4 separate regions of the Gossypium hirsutum genome follow, and all the other regions are linked to region 2. The links are chromatin contacts, called in public Hi-C maps. All regions are on one chromosome and are shown on one strand. The core of a region is the stretch at or near the end of the contact, and the rest is flanking DNA. Distances in the headings are between cores, read along the strand shown.

Region 1 (5,141 bases), core at 1,712-4,211, 500 kb before region 2:
GGGCTTAGGAATTTTTTCTCGGGCCGGGCCTGGACAAAATTTTAGGCCCATATTTTGGGTCAGGCCGGGCCCGGGCCCGGGCCCGGGCCTAGGACGCGGGCCAAAATTTTTTTATGGGCTCAGACCGAACCCAACCCGGCTCATGAGAACATTTAATAGGGGAGTAAGCTTCCGTTTTATTTAACCCAAATTGACCAAGTCAAACGTCAAAGTCCATCATTTTAAAAAATGTGTGGCCCACATTTATTCTTCAAGTAATATCTCATCCAATGGCTCCAAATTATTTTAATGATTTAATATCTCATAATATAATATTTTTAATATAATTTTTAGAATGACCAAAATGTATTTTATGTGATAAAATTATACTTTAACCCTTTTTATCTTATCACTTTCTTTTATTCTATTCGAGATACTTAAAATCTTAAAATGTTCATAATTAATAATCTATACATAAATTTTGCATTTATGAACGTTCTTGACAAAAATAGAAATTTTATGATTTAGTCTCTAACATTTTTATTCAATTTAATCCCAAAAATATTGAGCAATTTGCACTTTAGGTCCTCACACTTTTCAAAATTTATAGTTTATTCCCTGAGGTGACTTCCATTATATAATATTCATTCCAAGTCATCCTCACGTCCAACAATCATTATCCAGTTCTAATTCTTCAATTCGACTTTCAATAGTTTTTTGAATTATACCAAAAATCTATTTTTTACATTCTCTCAAAATAGCTTTTGTACAAGTCAAACCGTTTCTTTACCATGTACTATGGATGAACATTTGATCGAATCGAATCGAATCGAATCGAAAATTTTCGAGTTAATCGAGTTTTCGAATCTCATTTTATCATCCTAACTTTATTTGAAGTTTTCTCGAATCGAGTCGAGTGAGATGGAATTTGAATTGAATCGAATCGAATATATTTGTTCGAGTTAAATTTTAAAAAATAATTTTGGGTCATTGTAACCATTGTCACCCATCATAATAAAATTTATCCACCTTAATCAAATTTTTTATTAACTTTCATCACTTCATAATTTATTTATTAATTTTTTATATATTGGTTAGCTTCTTTGCTTGCTTAGTTGTTTCAATTATCTTCAGATTCTTGTCACTATGTATTTTAGAATTAAAAAATATATTAAATGTAAAAATATGATTTTTTAATAAAAGTTATTTTAAAAATAAAATGTGAAATTGATACTAATATAAAATTTTAATAAGAATATTTTATGACATAATTAATAATTTAATTTTAATATAAATATTCAATATGACTAAAAATTCAATAATATGAATAATATAAAATGTGAAATTTAATTTAATAATATAAATAGTAGATATAAATAAAATTATTACTATTTATTTTTAGTGATTTTTTTTGGATAATTTTGATTTTTTATTTGAGAGTAAAGGGTGAGAAGTAAAAGTTTAGGGGAAAAATAAAAAAGTTTTGGGAAATAAAAGTTTGAGGTAAAGTAAATAGGGGGAAGTAAAATTTTGGAGGGAAAGTATTAAAAAAAAATTAGAGGGGGGAGGGTTTGGGATAGATGGGAGATGATGGGATGGGAAGGGAATAAAAGTTTTAGGGGAAAAGTGGGAGGGAGTAAAAATTTTGGGGCAAAATAAAATGTTTTGAGGGTTTTTGGGAGTAAAATTTTGAGAAAAAATAAATGGGAGAGTAAAATTTTGGTGGGAAATGGATTTTGGGTAGATTGGAGGGTTGGGAGGGGAGGGGAGTAAAGTTTTGGGGGGAAAGTGAGAAGGAGTAAAAGTTTTGAAGAAAAAGTAAAAAGGTTTGGGAGTTTGGGGTAAAAATGTAAAATATTATAGTTTGATATTCGAATTATTCAAGTTATTCGAATTCGAAAACTCAACTCGATTCGAACTCGAAATTCGAAAAAAAAATTCGAGTTGATTCGAATAACTCGATTAACTCGAATAACTCGATTCGTTTAACTCGAAATTTGAATTTTTTTTCAATTTTTTCGAGTCGAATCGAGTTTTGCTCACCCCTACCATGTACCAAAAGAAAATATAAGAATGATAACCGGTCTAATATTTAATAGTTGTAACATTTAAATTCAATTTTGCATGATTGTTTTAAATATGATTATATTATAATTTGTATGAGATCACATGTATTAAATTCAAATATTATTATTTGGATATAGACCTGTTCATGGGTTGAGCCACCCAGTCCAGCCTAAAGGCCCACTAGAAATGTGGGAGAGTTTGGACAAAAATATAGACTCGAAAAATGAGATTAGATAAAAAAATAGGGTCCGTTTAAAAAATAGGCCAGGCCTCGGGTAAGACATTTTTGGCCTAAGCCCGGCCTGAATTCACTAAATGACAAAAAAAATCTTTTTTAAAATATTATTTTCTTATTGTTTTCTCCTTATTTTGCTACCATTTTACTATTACATTGCACTATTTTGTTGCTATTATTTGAATATTGTATAAAACATATTTTATTGTTAATTTTGTTATTATTTTAAAGACATCTGTTAATTTTGTTATTATTTTAGAGACATTTATTTGTTAAGTTGCATCTATCTTAGTGTTATTTAAGTATACATAATTTTTAAAATTTTTTTCAATTTATTGAGAAATATTTATTTTAATGTTTTTAGTATTTTTGATGTATTATATATATTAAAATTATATAAAAATTAATATAGACAGGCCGGGTCAGACTTGTGTTTTAACATTTTTAATCGGGTCGAACTTGAACAAAATTTTAAGTTCATTTTTTAAATCGAGCCTAAGTTTTTATTTAAATTGAGCTCAGCCTGACCCGGTCCATGCACACCTTATATTTGGACACCTATCTAAATTAAATAAATTGTCAATTAGATACTTAATAACAAGTAAAGGGCAAGTGATTTATGTAAATTCAACTACTAATTATTAATTACATCTCCTCGTTCCTACTAAACGTCCGTCCGAGACTTTCTTTTTTTTTTTTTCCTCTTGCTCCAATTAATAGTGAGTCTTTCTGTTTGTACCAAGCTCTGCGCAACATCGACAACAAAACCCTAAGTTCCTCCTAGTGAAGTCTCTGGATCCTTCCAAAGATAATTAGTTTTATATATCCATCCCACATTTCTGGATTCTTCCACCTCCCCGCCCGAACCCTCCAGAGCAGCCCTTCCCACCCAATTGCTTCTTTTAAGCTTTCCCTTCCATTATCCTCATATCTCTCTCAATCCCTAATACACCGTCGTCTTGATTTTTCCATCAATGGCCAAGTACGGCGAAGGCGACAAGCGATGGATCGTGGAGGAAAGACCTGACGGTGCTAATGTCCACAACTGGCACTGGGCTGAAACCGATTGCCTCCCTTGGTCTAAAACGTTCTTCACCAAATTGCTTTCCGATCTCACCATCCTTAATTGCCAAGGTAATCTCAGCATCAAGACCAAGAAGGTCGAAAAGGTCGACGGCGAAGCCTATGTTAATGTTCGCAAAGGTAAAATCTTCCCGGATATGAAATCAGTTTGAGTTTATCCTGGGAAGGCGAAGCCAAAGATGAGGAAGGGAAGACGCTGTTGAAAGCTGAAGGTAATCTAGAGATTCCGTACATTTCGGATGAGAATGCTGACGAGGATCCGGAAGTTAAGGTGACGATTAAAGACGAAGGACCCATTGGTAAAGCCTTGAAGGAAGCGATGCTGGCCAAAGGGAAGCCTTTGGTTTTGGAGAAAGTGAGTGATTTTGTAAAAGCTATGGCGAAAGGTGGCCCTGTTAAAGATGAATTGGAAGCCAAGAAATCGGCTCCCAAAAATACTACTACTACTTCTACTAGTAATAGTAACTCAGCTGCGATGTCTAAGGAGAAAGTTGGGGTGGAGAAGGAAGCCAAAAAGGAAGTGAAGAAGGAAGGGAAGAAAGGGTTTAAGACGATTACAATGTCGGAGAAATTTAATTGTAGAGCTAAGGATATGTACGAGATTTTGATGGATGAGAATAGATGGAAAGGGTTTACTCAGAGTAATGCTAGGATAAGTAAAGATGTCGGTGGCCAATTTAGTATTTTCGATGGATCGGTTACTGGAATTAACTTGGAGTTGCAAGAAGGGAAGTTGATTTCTCAGGGATGGAGATTTGGGAGTTGGTCCGACGGGATTGATTCTACAGTAAGTTTAATGGATTCCGCTTTTGCCTGTTCTCCAGGTTTTTGGGAATGCAGTGTGGTCGGATGATGGCTTATCTTTACTGGGTGGTTGTTATTGTTGCAGGTAAGACTTGTTTTCAATGAGCCTGAGCCTGGGGTTACTGTAATCAAACTCACGCATTCAGATGTTCCCGAGGAGGACAGGTTGGTTTTTGTTTGTTTTATTGCGTAGCATGGCTAATTTCTTACTTACTGGATTTAGTTATCGATTCTGTGTTTGTTTTTGCTTTGATTTGTGATGCAGATATGGGAATGCAACTGTGGTGGAGAACACTGAGAGAGGTTGGAGAGACCTTATTTTCAATAAGATACGGGCAGTATTTGGTTTTGGAATATGATTAATTTTATTCCAAAACGAGGAATTCTTTTTTGGGTTTGAATTATTGGAACTTCATGAAGAATTGGAACTTCATGAAGACTTATTCTTTCAACTATTTTATTGTGAAAGATTTATAAGACTTTGCAACTCTGATCTTGGTCCTACTGGTTCATGGTTTTAAAGTTGAAACTTGGACCGAGTGTCTCTGTTGTCTTGTTTGCCAATACCCAAACTATCCTTTTAGACTTATAATAATGACAATGATGAAAATGTTGCCTTCCAGCAACTTAAAGTCTGTCAGGGCGCAGAGTGTCTCCTTGAGGATGTATATCCTTTGTGTACATATTAATGTTATGATGTTACTTAAGGGCGAAATTTGGTTTGGGTTGCTGGTTTATTTTTCTGCCGCTTTAATGTATTGATCTTGATGATACTGAATAAAAGCTCAAATTGAATTGTTCTCTTTCTTCTGTTGGAAGCATACAGACTTTTTTGGCATTGGGTCTTAGAATGATCAATCACTCACAGGCAAGGTGAAGTTTGTGGGTTGCTTCACTAGAGTGTCCATGGTTTTACAATAAAATTAGGGATCTCATACAATTTTCTCTGCATAGTTTGTGATTATGTATTTTG
Region 2 (5,708 bases), core at 1,356-3,855:
AGGATAATGTGCTACTATCTTATGAAATTTTACATACTTTACGACATAAGAAAGTGGGGAAAAATGATTTACAGTAGTGAAGCTGGATATGAGTAAAGCTTATGATAGAGTTGAGTGGGAATTTATTTGGGCAATGATGTTACGATTAGGTTTCGATTCGGCATAGGTAGGGATAACTATGAAATGCATTTCTTCTATTTCGTACTTGGTCATAATTAATGGGAAAGGTGGGGAGGTTTTTAGACCTTTTAGGGGACTTCAATAAGAGGACCCTTTAAGCATGTTTTTGTTTTTGATTTGTAGCGAAGGTCTATCAGCTTTTATGAGGTTAGTAATGAGGGATGGGTTGATGAGAGGAGCAAAGGCAAGTAGAAGTGGACCCTAAATTTCTCATTTGTTGTTTGCTGACGATTGCATTCTCTTTGGAGAAGCAAATGTCAATAGGGCTCGAGTTTTAAAATTTTTGTTAATGGAATATTAAAGATGTTCGGGTCAACGTGTTTACTATGATAAATTTACCATATTATTTAGTTTGAACACTTTAGAAGGTGGTAGACGTCTCGTTTCTAGCTTATTAGTGGTGTGAGTTTCTAATAATCCTGAAAGGTATATTAGGCTGCCCAACATGATCGGAAGAAATAAAAAGGCCTCTTTCCAGAATCTAAATAATTGATTCAAAAAGAGAATCAAAAGTTGGAATGTGCGATTTTTATCCAAGAGGGTAAGGAGGTCTTTATAAAGACTGTTTTGCAAGCTATTCCCACATATTTTATGGGGTGTTTTTTACTTTCAAAATCTTTTTTGTGGTGATTTGGAGGGCATTATGGCTAAGTTTTAGTGGAAAAAGGGCATGAAAGAAAAGGTATTCATTGGTGTGGGTAGAGCCATTTGTGTGATTTAAAGGAAGATGGGGTATAATTTTCGGAGTTTGTCTAGTTTTAATATTACATTGTTAGCAAAGCAAGGATGGCGCATTTTAAATTATCTGAATTTTTTATTATCGCGGGTTCTAAAAGCTAAATATTTTTCAAATTCTGACTTTTTAAGTGCAAGTTTGAGAAATCTACCTTCTTATACCTGAAAGAGTATTTGGGCAACGAGGGGTCTTTTGCAAAGTTAACTTAATTGGCGGGTTGGTATAGGAGAGAAGATTTTGATTTGAGACGATGCATGGATACCGGGGTCTATCACGAATAATTCATATAGCAATGTTAGAGGTGATGGGATTCTTTTAGTTTCGGACTTAATTGATACACATAATGGAGAATGGAGGGAAAGTATTGTAGTTGATACCTTCCTAGAGGAAATGGCGACGAAAATCTTGCATTTTCCCTTATCTAAGAAAGCCCACGAAAACTTGAGGGTTTGGAGTGGTAAGCCCTTGGGGGAGTTCTCAGTCAGAAGTGGCTATAAACTATAACAAAAAGGTACTTTCTTTCCTAATAATGCTCAAATAGAGACCAATATTATAGATTTTTATAAAAAGTTATTGGCACTACATCTTCCCTCCAAGATTAAAATTACAATGTGGAAATTTTCTTGGAATTTTGTTTCCACTTTCGTTAATCTAAGGCTGAGACAAATTCCTGTTGAAGAGCTATGTCCTAACTGTCATGGAGTTGCAAAGAGCACTGACCACATTCTTAGGGAGTGCCCTACATCAACTGAGACCTAGGTTAATTTTGACCTGTTATGGGTTTCTTCAAATTTAGTACGGAATAGTTGGGAGTGGCTAACCTGAGTTTTTAGTAATAATGCCAGTGAACAACGTAGACTGTTTTGTTGTGGAGTGTGGGCAATCTGGATAAACAGAAACAAATTAGTGCATAAGGAGAAAAAATCGTTGGGGAAGGAAATTGCAGATTGGGTATTGGATTATATGAAGGGGTTGGGCGAGATGAAGGAAAAGGAACATACCAAGCATTAAGTCCATGTAAATTGGATTCCCTAGCTTGGAGCCATTGTGAAGATAAATTTTGACGCAGCCTTTGACGGTAGTAATGCTAAATCAGCATCAGGGGTGGTGGTTAGAAATGCCTCAGGGGAGATATTGACCTTGAAAACAACTTTTCATGAGTCTTTTTTGACGGAGTTCGCTATGGAGGCCCTTGCATGTTTTAAAGGCATATTATTGGGGGCTCAGTTGGGTTCGAATCGGTGACAGTTGAGGGTGACTCGATGACAACGATAAAGAAATCCAAGTTAAACACAGCAGACAAACCAGTGATTGGAGCAATCGTTAGAGATATTCGGTAGTGCAAAAGGTTTTTTTCTCATAATAGATTTTTAATATGTTCCCAAAATAGCAAATCATCTCAAACATATGATTTCAACGGAAAGTATGAAGAAGGGAGAGGAAATTTACCATGAAAGAGATGTTTCAGGGTTCGTCAAGGAAGCGTTGGATCGGAGAAGACCAAGGGCACCAGATTGAAGTTTTGACCTCTGTGAAACTCGGTTAGGGAAAGGAACAGGCAGGAGAAATGAAAATGTTATTTTGGAAACCTGCCTTAGGAGATTGCAACCTACAAAAAGCAAGGGATAAGGGCATTTATTTTTTGGGTGGTTGCAAGCTATATCTGATTGGGTTTTGTTTGTTTCTTTTAATTTTTCTGGTTTATTGGTTGGTAGTTTTTTAGGGTATTTTAATTGAGTTTTATGGGTTTGGCCGGTTTTATTTCTATTCGGCCTGGCCTTTTTTGTTTTTTAGTTTGATTTTGGACTATGTATTTGGTTTTTTTATGTTATTAAAGGCCCAGTCTAGTATTTTTTTAGAAAAAAAATCTACACAATTCTTATCACTAAATATTCAATGCAATATAATTTTTACTTTTAAAAAATGTATAACATGAAATATAAAACAATTTTAAATGGAAAACAATCCATTGTCTAGAAATTAATTTTTTTAAAAAAAATTGATTGCACAAAAATAAAAAATATTAACTTTTGGAAAAAAATGATTAAAATTGTAAAAAAAAGAAAGAAAAAGAAAAAATGATTGTTTATAATTTTAAAAAATTAATTATTTTAAGTAAATTAATTAAAGTGAAATTAAATTGAAGAAGATAGTAGATATAAACAACTGTATAATAATTTGTTATCTTTAAAATTTAATGACATGAAACTATTAATTTATTGGTGCCTAAAAACTATACTTTCTAGGATGATCCTAATATAACTTATTCCCTTTATTTTAACCCTTTATAACAAATTTCACTTATAACAACAACAAACATAATTATGAAGTATATATATATTTTTATTAAATTAGTTCTTTTATAAAAACATATTGCCTAAATTTTTTAAGTAAAATTATAACTATTTCATATAAGTAAGCCCATTAATTATAATTTACTAAATAAACATGATATCAATTAAAATATTATTTTAATAAAATATTTATATTTCACATAAAAAAAATATTAATCCCATCTTATTAAATGAAAATAATCTTTAATGAGTGAAGTTAGAGATAACAATTCCCCTTAATAATATTTTTTTAAAGAATTCTAATTAATATGATACACTTTCTAACACTAAATTAATTATCCTTAATAATATTTAACCCTAATTAGTTTTGACTAATTAAATAAAATTAAAAATAATAATAATAATACAAGGTTTATGCTTTCTTCAACTAGATTTATGATTTATAGTAAGCTGCGTTAAAATTTAGAATTTTAAGGAAAGTATTAAAGTAGAATAAGGTCTAAAGGGGTCTAGGATTTTAGAATTTTATAAAAAAAATAGATTAAATTCAGTGTTAAAAATAATAATAAGAGTGAATTTGATGTTTCTTAATATACTTTGTTATTCATGCAATCTAAAAAAATGATGTAGTGTGTATTAGGTGCCTAAATCTGACTTTTTTAGGATCATTCTAGTTAAAGTTAAACTCTAATAAAGATATGAATGACATTTTTAAAAAAGTTAAAAAGAAAAATTCCAAAAGAAATTACCCAATACTTTAGACCCACATGTTAGAAAAAAACTAATGAAATATATATTTTTCAATTATTTCAATAAGCAAAAAATATATTTTCTCACCGGCATAGTGAGTGCCGATATATCTATATCTATATTAAAATGTTTGCCATGGTTTAATACAATCATTTTGCATGCATGATTGGAGATGATGAGAGCAATTTGATTAGTTTTACAAATAATGGGGCTTATTTGATGATTTTAGGCAGATGATGAGAGCAAAAGAAAAGACGGAGGCAGCTCAGCCTGGGCATATATGCATGCAAATTGCAAACCCCTTGATTGAACATGGAAGGATATTTGCATGTTTCTTGCTAGACATAATCATTAAGCGTTTTCCTCCAATACTTTGTTATTTCATTATCATCGTCATCATTTCCTATGTCCCATTTATCTTCCTGGGATGCTGTTTTATGCTGAAAAAGTTAGGGACCAAATTATACCCTAAAAATTCTGCATTTGTAGTGAGAAAATGATGATCCTCATGAACATCCTTCATCATGCATGGACTTGCAATCATTTAACCTTTTATTGGTTAATCAAATTCTTTCTTAATGCGATTTTCAGACCATGAATGCTCCATTTATTATGTTCATCTTTATCATCATCGATCATCATCATCTCGGCATCGTATTCTACCACTACTCTTCCTTGAAATATTGAGACCAAAAAACATGTTATCCCCCCCCCCCGGTTTTATTTTTGAATAAATAAGGTTTCATAAACCTTTTTCCTTTCGATATAATACATACATATATATATAAGTTTTACCCGAACTCAAATTGCATTTTTTTCATGACATGGTATATTGACTATTGAGCATAATTCAAATAATTAAGTTCAGATAGCGAGATTATTAATAAATATTTGCAATTTTAAATTATTTCTAATTAAATAGAAGTGTTATGAAGAGTCCAAGATCCAAAATAAAAGATTGTTTAGGTGATAATTGTTTTTTTTAAATTGAAATCCAACACGAGATCAAAGGAAGTACCTCTTTGACTAAGCAAACATTATTATCTTTGACGCTAGAAGAAATTATTATGAATTATGAGACGACTTCAATATTAGATTTTTGTCTAGAAAAAGTATATTTTTTTTCCAACAAAAATAATTATACTTTTCAATTCTTAAATAAATGGTAAACTAATAACAAGTTGAATATTGTTTTCATTTTTAAGTTTTTCTCTAATAATTTTCAGTCATGAACATATATTATATTATTTTAAGTAAATTAACCTTTTTGGCTATCTTTTTTCATTTATCTAAAAGCAAAATTACTTGAATAGAAGATCGCCATAATAATAACTAGAATTATTTCCCCGGGAATAAAAGATTAATTAAACGATCATTTATTTAATTTTTAGATTTGTAATAATATTATATTAATATAAAGAAATTTTAATTTATGAGAATTGTTTAAGATAGAGTACTAATTCTAAATCATCAGCAAGCCAAATTATTTTTGCCTGTTTAAAAATATAATACTTTAGAGAAGCATTATAAATATCTTATTGATTAATAAAATACATACTTCTACTTTGTTCTTCTATTTTCATATTTTTTACTTTATTTATTATTTATTTTATAACAGATAAAATATATTAAAACATATTAAAAATTCATAAAGTAATAAAATATCCTAGTATTTTAAAATATTAAAAAAATCATAAAGTAAATTCTTTACAAAAAATTTAAATTTTTTCAAACATTTTAATATTAAA
Region 3 (5,931 bases), core at 146-2,645, 440 kb before region 2:
AAAACATAGAACACAAAGCAAAGCATTTACATACAGAGATATTTCCCCGCTTCACTAAAGCTTGAGGTACTTTGTTGACATCCACGTAATAGAATTTGATTCTAACATATATTCCATAAGAATTTATCAATAAAATAACAACACGTGATTAAATCATGACATGAGAAGAGCATTTCAAAGTTGCACCAGTTTTCGACGCCAACTACCAACTTGGAGGTCGATGATATAGTAGCTAACGTATGTATGTTCCAACTTTTTAGTTCCTTCTCATATATTTAAATAATTATATTATCTTATTTGAAGATGTATTACAGACATGAATATTTAAAATTTACGAAAAATTCAAATGAGTACAACTCCTAGTTAGAATTTTTATTCAAATATCCTTAATATATGGAAATAAATAAATAAATAAAAGTATCTGTTTTGGATACGTTGAATCCTTAAAGGTGTACAGATATAATGCCATCTCCAAAAGCAATCAGTTAAATTATACAATGTTAATAAGAATTTATTTTTAAAAATTTTAGATGGTGTGGAACCATTTTGCTTTTATAGTAAATGTGTAAAATGCAGCAAAGTGAGTGTATTAAATATCAACACTTTTGAGTAAAGATAACTTTACTTGGTATCGAACTCAGCTGCCAATTTCTCCAACTTTGGCTTCAAATAGATGCATTTCCGGCACCAAGCAGCCATCCTACCAGCAATCACAATTCAAAAAAAATTAAATTGGAGAAAGGCAAGGCTTTACTCTGTTCAACAAGGTAAGAGTTGCAGAGAAGATGAAACGAACCAATCAATGATAATAGGCTGAGAGAGCTGTCGAGCACGGGCCAGAATCTGATCAAGGTGATCAGAGTCGTTGATGGGTTCCATCTCAATCGCACTGGGTCTTGACAAATCAGGCCAAAGAGCCTGTACTCTCCACTCTCTGCTCCTCACGGTTTTATTCTTCCATTTTCTATCCTTCCAATCAGACCCAAAATACCCAGAATTCTTTGGTGAAAACAAACAGCTTCCATTGTTCCAAAGATGTTGTTGTTGGTATCTTTGATAGATTTCTCGGGACAGAATTTGAGAATTCGCTGCCAAAACTGACATCTTTTCCTTTTATTTTTCAAGATATTTAATTTTATTTCCCAAGATATTTAGACAAAAGGGTATGTGGGAAAGTTGAAGAAAAGCATAATTGGATTGGGTTTGAAAGGGTTTTTTCTTCTCTCTTTATGTACAGTTGGTTTGATTGAGAGGTGGAAGTTGCGTTTTAGATAATGATATTTTGCGTTTTGGCGTTGGATTTGATTTGGAGGATGAGGAGAAGAAAATTACACAAAAATGAAAAAGCTTATCCGAAAAGTGAGGGAACAAAGGGATGGAGAATGGGATGTGTGGTACCACAAGTTTCTTTACTTTTTCAAAAACATTAATTTTAAAATTAAAACACATGGAAGAAAACACAGAAATAAGCTTTACATTTTGAAATTTAATTTTTTTAATTTTTAATTTTAGGTTAATTTCAAAATTACATATAAATTTGAGTTTAATATGCAATATACATTAACTTTAATTTTGTATAATTTCATACATATAATTTTAATTTGATTCAATTTTAAAAAATTGCTAATACAATTGTTGATATGATATCATTTTACATTTATATAGTGCATACACAAATAGTTTTATTTATCTAATATAAAAATAAATTATGTACTTATTTATTAAATATATACAACTAAAATAAAAGTTCATGTATACATTTGAATCACATCAAAGTTTCATATGTATAATTAAAATTTATGCATCAAATTATATGTTGGATAAAAGTTCACGTAAAATATTGAAATTATCCTTTTTATTTTTAGAACTTTAGTTTCTTTACTTTTCAAATTTTAAAACTTAGATCGACTTGTTAATATCGCAAAAATTTTTTTGCTAAATTCACTACTACGACATTTTGAATAAAAAAATTCATTTAGTAGCTATATAACAAAAAATTATATTGTAATGAACTTATATTTAAAAGTTTATTTTTAACGGTGTTAACAATTGGACTTACATTTTTAAATCTGAATAGTAGAGAGACCAAATTCTTTGAAATAAAATCAATGTGACTAAATTTCAAATGTACAAAGAGTACAAGGACTTGGTTAACACCCTTAACCAAATTGTCGATAGTCCATTGTAAGGCAGTGTTACATTCAATGACCGAAGTATCGCTAATGCTTTAAGGAGTATTTTTTTACATTATTTCTATTTGCTAGTCCACTTAAGGAAGGAGAAGTTTCTCCACGTTTCTTCATTGTTTCACCATTTCTACTCATTTCTCTCCGTATCTTTCACCATTTTTCGTCATTTCTTTATAAAATCTTCATCATAAAACCTTGATTGAGCCATTTCCCTCAGCATCTCTGTCTCCCAATAAGTTAGGGTTTGAATCTTAGAGAGAGAGCTTAATAGGGGTGATAAATGGGTTATTCAAGGTATGGGTTTTGAACCTTTCATCTCATTTTCGCATAATCTCATATTTATTTCAAGATATTGTTGTTGTTGCGTTATATTAATGACTATTTAATTACTATGGAATTTATGATCTTTTTGTTATTTTTGTAAGAAATTGAAGAGGAAGAAAAGGAAGCTAGCACGCGGAAAGAAATGTTAATGGATTGAGGTGAAAAAAATAAAAAGGGTGAGTTTACGTAAACTCGGTGTGTAATCCCGCAGAAACAAACAAACAATCAATATTCACAGTTCAGAGTTGAACAGTCTTGAGCCTAAGCCATTTTCAGTATCAGTGACAGTTTGGGCCTTAGCCCATCTCAATACAGTGTGAAAAATGCAGTAGGGCCTTAGCCCATCACAATATTAGTAGCAGTAACAGTTATGCAGTAGCAAAATCCTACCCGTCCAGCTTCTACACACCGTCTCCGTCCAACCCTACACTTCATGTGGGGATATAATCAACCCACCCATCCCTACACTCCAAGTAGTACCGAATGCGGCACAAAATAGTAGTTTGTAACTGAGCTTCCAGTAAATTAGGCTTAAAACCTTTCAGTATACTTCCTCCAAATAACAACCCCCAACCCAATGCAATGCAATATACCATGGATGATATGCTATTATGCAATTTTCAGTACATATATTCAGTTCAGATATTAACATGCTCAGTACAAATATCATTCGGAGCTGTCTACTTGAGTCATTGTCACTAAATTATTTATATCTTGAGCTACAGAATTCCAAATTAAGATCTGCTTGATGTTTCCAAAACTAGACTTAAATACCTTTCTACCATAAAATTTTTAGAATTTATAGCTTATCAAATAAGTGCAGTAAAATCTTAAAAGTTATCCCTATTCTACTATTTGATAGCTTCAACCTTTCCTTACTAAAAATTATTTATCTCTTAGTAAGAAATTTGGATGATGTTTCTGTTTATTTCTCTTGCAAATGGACTCATTAAGGATTTAAACATATAAATTTAAGCCCCCTAATTATTGTTTTACAATTTTTATGATTTTTCAAAGTCAGAATAGGGGAACGCAAAACCATTCTGACCTTGTCTTACAAAATTTATTACATCTCATAACTTACAATTTCATTTCTTACACTGTTTCGTCCATGAAAAACTAGACTCAATAAAATTTAATTTCATATTTTATTCAACCTCTAACTCATTTTCCACTATTTTTGATGATTTTTCAAAGTTAGACTATTGCTACTGTCCAAAACTATTTTAGTGTAGAATATTGATTTCCAAGTTTATAACACCCTTATTTCCTTTTTCTACATTTTTTGTATCATTTTCTCTTATTTCTCTTATTTCTCGACAGCAAGCAATTTTTGCTTTTCGTCAAATCCCATTTTCTGCGTTTTGGGTACACACCTGGTATAGTTTCTGATGCGTAAGCACTCCTAAGCCTCCAGAACCTAAAAATCAACTAACAAATCTCTAGATTAATCATTTAATTCATTTTTAATCAACCAATTTTGGAAGGAACTCGACTAAAAACCTAACAAAACCCTTACATTGCTTGAGTAACCACGACTTTGCACAATTACTGCGTCGATTCAAAATCACTAGCCCCTTGATTAACTCCTAAACACCAAAAAGGAATCCCCCTTTCAGAGATTAACCAAGAACGATTAACAATAGACAAAACCGTTACTTATCGAACACACGCAACCAACAATGAAGAACCAAATCAATTGGAAAATAACGAAAGAAACAAAATGGGAAAATGGAAATTTCGACAGCAACTAAGGGAAAGAATCGACAGATGAGGGAAAAAAGAGGAAGAAAACGTCAGAAAAAATTTGGGTAATTGGAGAGAAAATCGAAACTACTTTTTTTTCTGCAACAAAAAGACCACTAAAACACAACTACTCATAATTTTTCCCCAACACAACTCTTAACCGAAATTGGAGCAAAAATACTATCCCTACGCCATCATAGAGAATTGAACACAGGACCTCCTTCACACCAACACTCCACTTATCCACCAGACCAGTAGGCCCATTCTATTAATTATTTGCCAACTTTTACTTAAAATCCTACTGACCAAAGATAGGCTTATTCATAAAAATACCAAAATTTGCCCAAGTCCTGGCTTGAACTTGGGACCTCTCACACACCCAGAACACTTAAGCACTGAAGCAGATACACAGTTGTGTCACACCTTCGCAAGAACAAAAACAAAAATTCTGGGGCGTTACACCATGAGTCATGCAAGATACAAAACATTCAGCTTATAAAAAGCAACACTTTTGCATAGTCCTTCAAACAAAGTCTTCCTTTAGTCAACAAACATGAAAAGGAAAAGGTAACAGAGTAAGTTTATACGAACTTAGTGAGTTCCAAAAAGGAAATCATACATAATATTACTGATAGTACAATTGAACCTTTCTAAAGGACTTACACACATTAAACATAGTACGCCCAATGATGCATACGGAACATAGACATACTCAATACACCAACTTACTTATCACTTGGGCGTATATTGTATGCCAATTTAAAATAACGCAGACAACCCATATTCATGCCAACCATGTACCTAGAATTCAGAAACAAAAGTATATCATTCAGTCTCATTCACATACATTCTCCCCATTATCTCCTTATATCATTTTCATCCAGAATAACATGTTTTATCATGATCTGCCAGTCTGGTTTGCAATATAGATGCCCTATCGGAGGCTACACAAACATATCTCCTCATCTCCATCACCACTTATTAGATCATATCATACATATTAAAAGTAGGTTGTAGTGGTTTAAGCATGAATGATGGCGCTTACTTCATATCACAGACAGACATAATTTAGACTAATGATTCTGGATAACAATTATCCACACATACTTTTTTCATCCATTACACAAGAAGAATACTTACCTTACATGGATTATAAAATAATGAAACTACAACACATGCATGTAAGAAGGAACTCACTAGAAACTCTAGAAAAATCTACAAAATAGGCCCTTTGCCTTTATCACTTGGACCTTCGTTAGCTTCTTGAGTTGAAAGAAAGATAATTATACATATCAGATCATCAATTTATCAAATCTGATCATGCATACAAAAATAAAAAACACTTAATCTAGAATCAAGAAGTTTCCTTCCTGACACAATAGTTAACATCTATGAATGCAAAACAAAAAATAAGTAAATGACTTTGAAGATAACTTAGGATTCATCAATAATTACCAATGAGCTGGTACTGACGTATAAGTTAGTTGCATACTACAAACCTTCACTTTGAAGAAATTTTTTAAACTTAGATTTTCAGAAAGTTTCAGAGGAAATCAAGAACGAAGAAGAAAATGTAAATGTATTTAGAAAGACCACCACTATCCTTATATACTTAAGCATGGAGACAAAGATTAGTGGAAAAATTAAATAATTCCACTAACACTCTTGATAC
Region 4 (6,004 bases), core at 1,750-4,249, 500 kb after region 2:
ATATGGAAGAAGTCACATTTAGTCAGTTAGCTGAAATCATGGAACCACCTTGGTTATTACAGATTATGTTCCTTTATTTAAGCTTGTTAGTTGGGGTTATTACTTGGGATTGTTAGTATAAATAACCTAAGAAACTCTTTAGTAGCATAGGAGTATTTTTATTGAAAAGTATTATTTGGGAGAGTAGTCCATCTCGAATCAGATTGATCCTACAAATAAATTATCAATTCTTTATTTTCTATTTTAGCTCTCCAATATTTCTTTTTATTTTCTTACCCCTATCACCCAATAACAAGGTCAAAGTCTAAGCAAATTTGAATAAGATTGAATAATATCATCCAAGACTTCGTTATTAAGACCCTAGATGTACACACAACCAAAAAAGAAAATCAAGATTCACTTTTTTGTTTTCAAAGAAATCAAGAAACCAAATTTGTTTCAGACAATTTCAAGAATCAAGAAAATCGAGATTTTAAATCTTGAAAATTTCAATCCAAGAAACCGAATCTTGCAACCAAGGCACATTGGATTTCTTGTACGAACTTGAACAAACCAATTTCGAGAGCAAATGGATCACAAGACCAAGTTCTTGAAAAACCGACCCATTAATATGTTTATAAGCCCTTCCTAAAGAGTAATGATAGTGTTTTTTTTTTCACAAATGATTGTTTTTTTTTTCAAGCTTAACTAGAAAGAAAGGAAATACTAGAAAAATCTGGTCAATTCTCCCAACTGAAGATCAATTTTGATAAATTGAAATTAATGGTCAGTCGAAACTGCCATCCACGATTTATGAGGTTCTTCTGAAGTATAAACCACTTCTTTGGAAGCAGACAAATATCTTGCCTCATGGACGTCTAAAATTGTTGGGGCAAAGAGGAAGGGATTTATTTGCACAAGGACTGAAATGGCAAGTTTGGGATCACAAATTAAAATCCACAAATGCTGTCTGTCAACAGCTTCCTGGCTAACATTGGTGATGGATCCCCGTAATCTTTCTTGTTATCCTTAGCGAGAGGAAAAAATTAATTTAATGAAAATAGCACACTAAAAGGAAAACTAGAGTACTGCATAACAAAACTGAGTTAACACAAATTGAGGTTTTTGCCCAACGTACCATCTGATACTGGAAAACCTAAACCAAAAAATAACGGAAGCAAATACCAAAGTAAAGCATACACTCTAGAAAACAAGCTCATGAGGTTTCATGCCCGACTTTAGAGAAAATCTTGCAGCAAGGTATGCCTTCAAGTCTACGACTCCCTCAATTGATTTTATCAAAGATGCATCAACAGCTTTCTGGTCCTCTTTCTTCTCATCTGGCAATGTCTTCTTATCCTACATTTAAAAGAAAGTTCCAGGAATAGAACATTAGCACATTACATTAGATGAACAATAGCTTAACTTGGAAAACTAACTAACCTCTTTTTCAGCTTCGAAAAACTCTCCTTCACCCTTCTTCTTCTTTTTTTCTACTTCCTTGGCAAAGTACTTGTCATCAAACTTCTCTACATTAACTCCTGAGATATCAACCTTGGTGGAAGTAGCAATGACATAGGATTGGTTCACACGCCGTAAAGGAACACCATTAATCTTGAATGGTCCTGCATTGAAATGAAATCCCCAAATTTAAGCAAAGATCATGGAAGAATTACGAATTCATGGTGAACAGCCAACACACATAGTGATAGCCTATCCCCATAAGCCACAAGATGCAAATGTATATGCTGCAAACAGAAGTGAAATACAAGCAAAAAAACTAACAAAAACCATGGAAAATAAACTAATAGATATCGCGTGGTGATAGCATATCCCTATATACCACAAGAGGTGAATGTAGATACTTGTATACTAAACATTCGCATGAAATATGAATAAAAAGCATTGTTTTTCAGAACCACATTAGTCGATCTCCAACTCATTGAATGTCAAACAAGTTTGTGTCACAATGCTAAAATAAATAGGCACAAGAATGAAAATGTAATGCAGCATATGCTTCTTCCATATAAACAAACAATTCATCTAAGCGTCAATCCCAATGCTGAAGGCAGACACTAGAGAATCCAGATTGTGGCATAGAGGAATAAATAAAGGCTTCTCACCATTTTGATATCACTCTTTATTGTTAAAATATAAGCTGCAATTGCTTTAAATTTACGCTTTCAAATTTAGCACTTTCAATCGATCAATAAAATTTCCACATAAGCATTCAGCAAAGATGAACAGTGTTAATAACTGAGGGGAAGGAGTAGATTTATGCAAAATGCATGTTTTAGAAACTAACAGATTACGAAATATAAAAGCTCACCAGTAACCAAAAGAAGCCCAGAAGTAAGTTGCTTCAAGAAAACAATTCTCTTCCCCATAAATCTTCCAGCCAACAAAATCAAGACTGTCCCTGGAGTAATGCTTGCTCTAAACACATAATAAAGAAGCCCAACAATGAGAAACACATTTTCAGAAAGTCTACAAATAAATAACCAAATAATCATTTCAGAAAAGAACCTGAGCTTGGTGGGTTTAGGCTTGCGCTTATTAAGTAGCGGCTTCTTGACATCTTCAGCGGGGTAAAATTTGGGAGCCTTCTCGGGGGCGACGGGTGCTTTAGGCTTGGGGTCATGGCGGGGGAAGACGCCACCGTGTTTGGCCTTGATAGCCCAAAGGCCGCGCTTGTGGTACATCTTAGACCTGGAATACTTGCCTACGCCACGTATAAGATCTGGGTTTCGGGTCTTAACAGGGGTCTTCCTTTTTGCTGCCATTTCCTCTCTGAACCCTTTGCTCTGCGGCGGCTGCTCTTCTTGGTTGGGAAAGATCGATAAGAGCAGAACCCTAAAACGCTTATTGCAAAATGGGGGGTTTTATCCCTATTTTCTTACAGGCCTTGTGGGTGTGGGCTAAAGGTCTTCGCTTGTTTTGGGTTCTTCGAGCAATTAGATGATCTCATACTGTTTCAGACATGCTTTATCTCAAACCCACAACATTTGACAACACCTTTTTTTCTATCATATTATTAAATTAACATCTAAATATAAATTTAATTTAATTTAAAATAAATTAGTTATAACCAGGTCATATTTATTATTATTAATAATCATGTAATATTTTTTAATAATAATGTTAATGTAATTTATATAATAATTAGTAGAAGCAGAACTTCTCAAGTAATATTTTTGGTAATGACTTATTTTTTGCCGTTATCGGAAAAATGCAGTTTTGAGTCGGAATGTTTTGAAAATTTTTATTAAATCAATAAGTTCAGGGGACAAAGCCGAGAATAATGAGTAGGATCATTAAGGGAATTATTAAGGAAATTAGTAATTGATTTAAAAGTTAGTAATTAAAGTGAATGAACTAAATTGTGAAGCAACTAGATTTGAAGGATTAAATGGGAGATTAATCAAGGTCCTTAAAATTTAATAAAACCTTCACTAGTATATAATTAGTGGACAAGTATGATCTTGTCCATCATTTTCCACTAACTGATTCAAGGATATATTAATCAAAAGGCCATTAGATTGGTTTCGTTAAATTTATTTAAGCTTAAGTGTATATATTGGTTTTGTTAAGGTATAGGTTAACGACCATGGTTGAGCTTAATGAAGTTTAGTGAGAGAATGGAAAGAAGTTCGGGAAAATATGTGTTTTTGGATAGCTTTCATATTTTTAGAAACATACTCTAAAATTGGATTTAAATTTGAATGCATAGATTACGAGTTATGTCAATTTCGGATATTAGAAATCAAGTGTAAACAAGTTGTGTTTTCATGGTCACTTGTTTAATTTGTTGCAGGTGAAACAATAAATTGTGCCCCTTTTAAAAAAATATATAAAATGTAATATAATAAAAGTTGAAATTTTTTTGGAGCTTTAGGAGATGAAGCATTTATAGTGAAAAATTGAAAGTTTTAAGTATTCAATTAATTTATTTTATTCTAAATTTTTTCAACATTAAAAGTTGAAAAAAATATTTTTTTGGGCCCTTCCAGTCTTGGACCTTGGGCAGTTACACTCTCAAACAACTCCAGGGCCAAACTTGATTTGTTGGTCAATTAATGGCCATTCGAGTCAAGTATAATTGTTAATGGTGTATTTGTATATGTTTGAATATTTTGAGTAGTACATGAGCGAATAGAGAAAACTTAAACAAAGGAATAAGGATTTAAGAAGCTATCTACTTAGTTTAGTTGTTGTGAAAGAGATAAGTTCACTTGAAATTTACGATACTTATTTACTTGTGTTTCCACAATTTACGATATGTATTGGTTATAGGTATAAAGTGACTTAAATCTATAAGAAACTATATAGGTTATGTTTAAAATGGATGAAATAATTATTGAATATGCTAAATTAACTGTGGTAATAAGTTAATTAATTGGTAAATGGCTATGTTTGTTATGTTATATTGGGATACGAAGTCAAAGTGTTAAATATTGTGGAAAGACATAACATAATTTTGATAAAGTGGATATGGTAAAATAAACGAGGCTCGTTATACACTCATGTGGTCTAATGATCTTTGGATAAAATTCTTAATTTATATGAGCAAAGTGTTGTATTATGGAAATGTGATTTCAAAGTTGCCTTAATGGAATTTGACACGAATGCATATGCGAATATGTATTGATAGAAGAGTTAGGAAATAGTTGGTATGTCGATAGAGTTATATATGCATTTTGTATAGGTCTGATATTAATACAGAGTTCTATTATATTATGCAATGGTCTAGCATTTGTTATAGATCATTTTATGTGTATTATCTCTCCAGAGACCTTGGTGTGGTGGAGAGACGATTACGTATATGCATATGTTTATGTGGACTTTGGGCTTTGCACTTACGTGCTTTGGTATGGTGTAGTTATGCTCTATCGAGCTATCTTGATGTGGTGTGGTTCACTTGTGTATCTGAGTCATGTTTTACTAAGTTTGCATTGGACGGAAAAACTTATAACAATATGAGACTAATAAATGAAAGTGAATATGAAATGTGTATTATAAATTTAATGCAACACCAATTTCATTATGCATTATGATAAATCAAGACTAAATTGAATTTTATATATATATATAAGGATAAAGTTAATAATAATGAGTAATTAATATAAATTGAGTGTCTGACATAAGTAAAGTGTGCCTAAGAACAAGGAAAAACCATGTTAACTTATTGATTATGTTTAAGCATATTAATATGGCATCCAGTTCATATGAACACTTATGTTTGAATCTTGTTAGTATGATATGAGACTTGTATTCAAATGAGATTTGTTGAGCTTAAAATATGTAGTTCCTCTTAGCAAGGTAAGTATGGTACTTGTCAATTGAGTTTATTAAAGGTAAGTATGGTACTTGTCAATTGAGTTTATTAAGCATTTATATGCTTACGCATCATTGTTCATGCATATAAATTTTTACTCTCGGATTCTTGAAGGCATATCAATTTTGAAACATTACATTATCAACAAGCTATCAAGAGTAAGGACTTTATGTACTTAAGTTGTGTTATTTGTTACCATGCTAGGTCCATTTGTTACTTGGATTGTTAAGTAGCTTGAGGATGTGGTGATATGTTACGGGCTTAATGGTCATGTTCATTCATTTTGATATCCTAATTGTGTTGGTATTCGTATCCTCTTCCTTCACCAAAGTAAAGTTTTCAAATATATCTCATTAGTTTTTCATGATGTCTTCAAAATATACTTCAAAGTTGTTTTGTGTTTACTAGATTTCAAGGTATTGTGATAGTTGTTTTTTTATGTCTAAAACTTGGTTCTCTAAGTGTTTGTTTTGATATCAAGCTTCTAGGTGCTACAACAAATGAGTTTTAAGGTGATTTTTGAGTCTTTGCATAGTTGTTTCGAAATTTGGGCCTTAATATATCGATACAAGTAAGATAAAATGTAAAAAATTACAGTACAAGGGACTTGAATCACTACAATTGGGGACTTGTGTCGCAACAAGTGCCCCAAATTCATGCCATTACACACTTTTGAGTCGTTTTGATTTT

The links. Hi-C and Micro-C count contacts between places; a contact is called where the count stands out from the background.
Region 1: a Hi-C map of leaf shows a contact between it and region 2, with 1.9 times the contacts expected there. The contact joins the promoter of LOC107952834 here to the promoter of LOC107898302 in region 2. A contact is called at or near these places in 2 of 34 Hi-C or Micro-C datasets (both in leaf).
Region 3: a contact with region 2 is called in a Hi-C map of leaf, with 3 times the contacts expected there. The contact joins the promoter of LOC107952832 here to the promoter of LOC107898302 in region 2. A contact is called at or near these places in 7 of 34 Hi-C or Micro-C datasets (callus, hypocotyl and leaf).
Region 4: a contact with region 2 is called in a Hi-C map of leaf, with 2.2 times the contacts expected there. The contact joins the promoter of LOC107899683 here to the promoter of LOC107898302 in region 2. A contact is called at or near these places in 13 of 34 Hi-C or Micro-C datasets (callus, hypocotyl, leaf and 1 more).

The regions. Positions count from the first base shown.
Region 1 is chrD04:23,445,040-23,450,180 of Gossypium_hirsutum_v2.1, forward strand. It overlaps LOC107952834 (activator of 90 kDa heat shock protein ATPase homolog), which reads left to right and starts at 2,962. Exons shown (of 4, transcript XM_041091264.1): 1 at 2,962-3,490; 2 at 3,493-4,151; 3 at 4,254-4,333; 4 at 4,434-4,969. The coding sequence starts at 3,256. The coding sequence ends at 4,527.
Region 2 is chrD04:23,949,648-23,955,355 of Gossypium_hirsutum_v2.1, forward strand. LOC107898302 reads right to left here and starts at 2,606. Exons shown (of 4, transcript XM_041091276.1): 1 at 1,918-2,606; 2 at 1,738-1,800.
Region 3 is chrD04:23,514,833-23,520,763 of Gossypium_hirsutum_v2.1, forward strand. It overlaps LOC107952832 (thioredoxin-like 3-1, chloroplastic), which reads right to left and starts at 1,396. Exons shown (of 5, transcript XM_016888028.2): 1 at 797-1,396; 2 at 626-700; 3 at 35-101. The coding sequence starts at 1,104.
Region 4 is chrD04:24,444,273-24,450,276 of Gossypium_hirsutum_v2.1, forward strand. LOC107899683 (60S ribosomal protein L6) reads right to left here and starts at 3,000. Exons shown (of 4, transcript XM_016825456.2): 1 at 2,506-3,000; 2 at 2,309-2,415; 3 at 1,423-1,604; 4 at 1,049-1,338. The coding sequence starts at 2,762. The coding sequence ends at 1,183.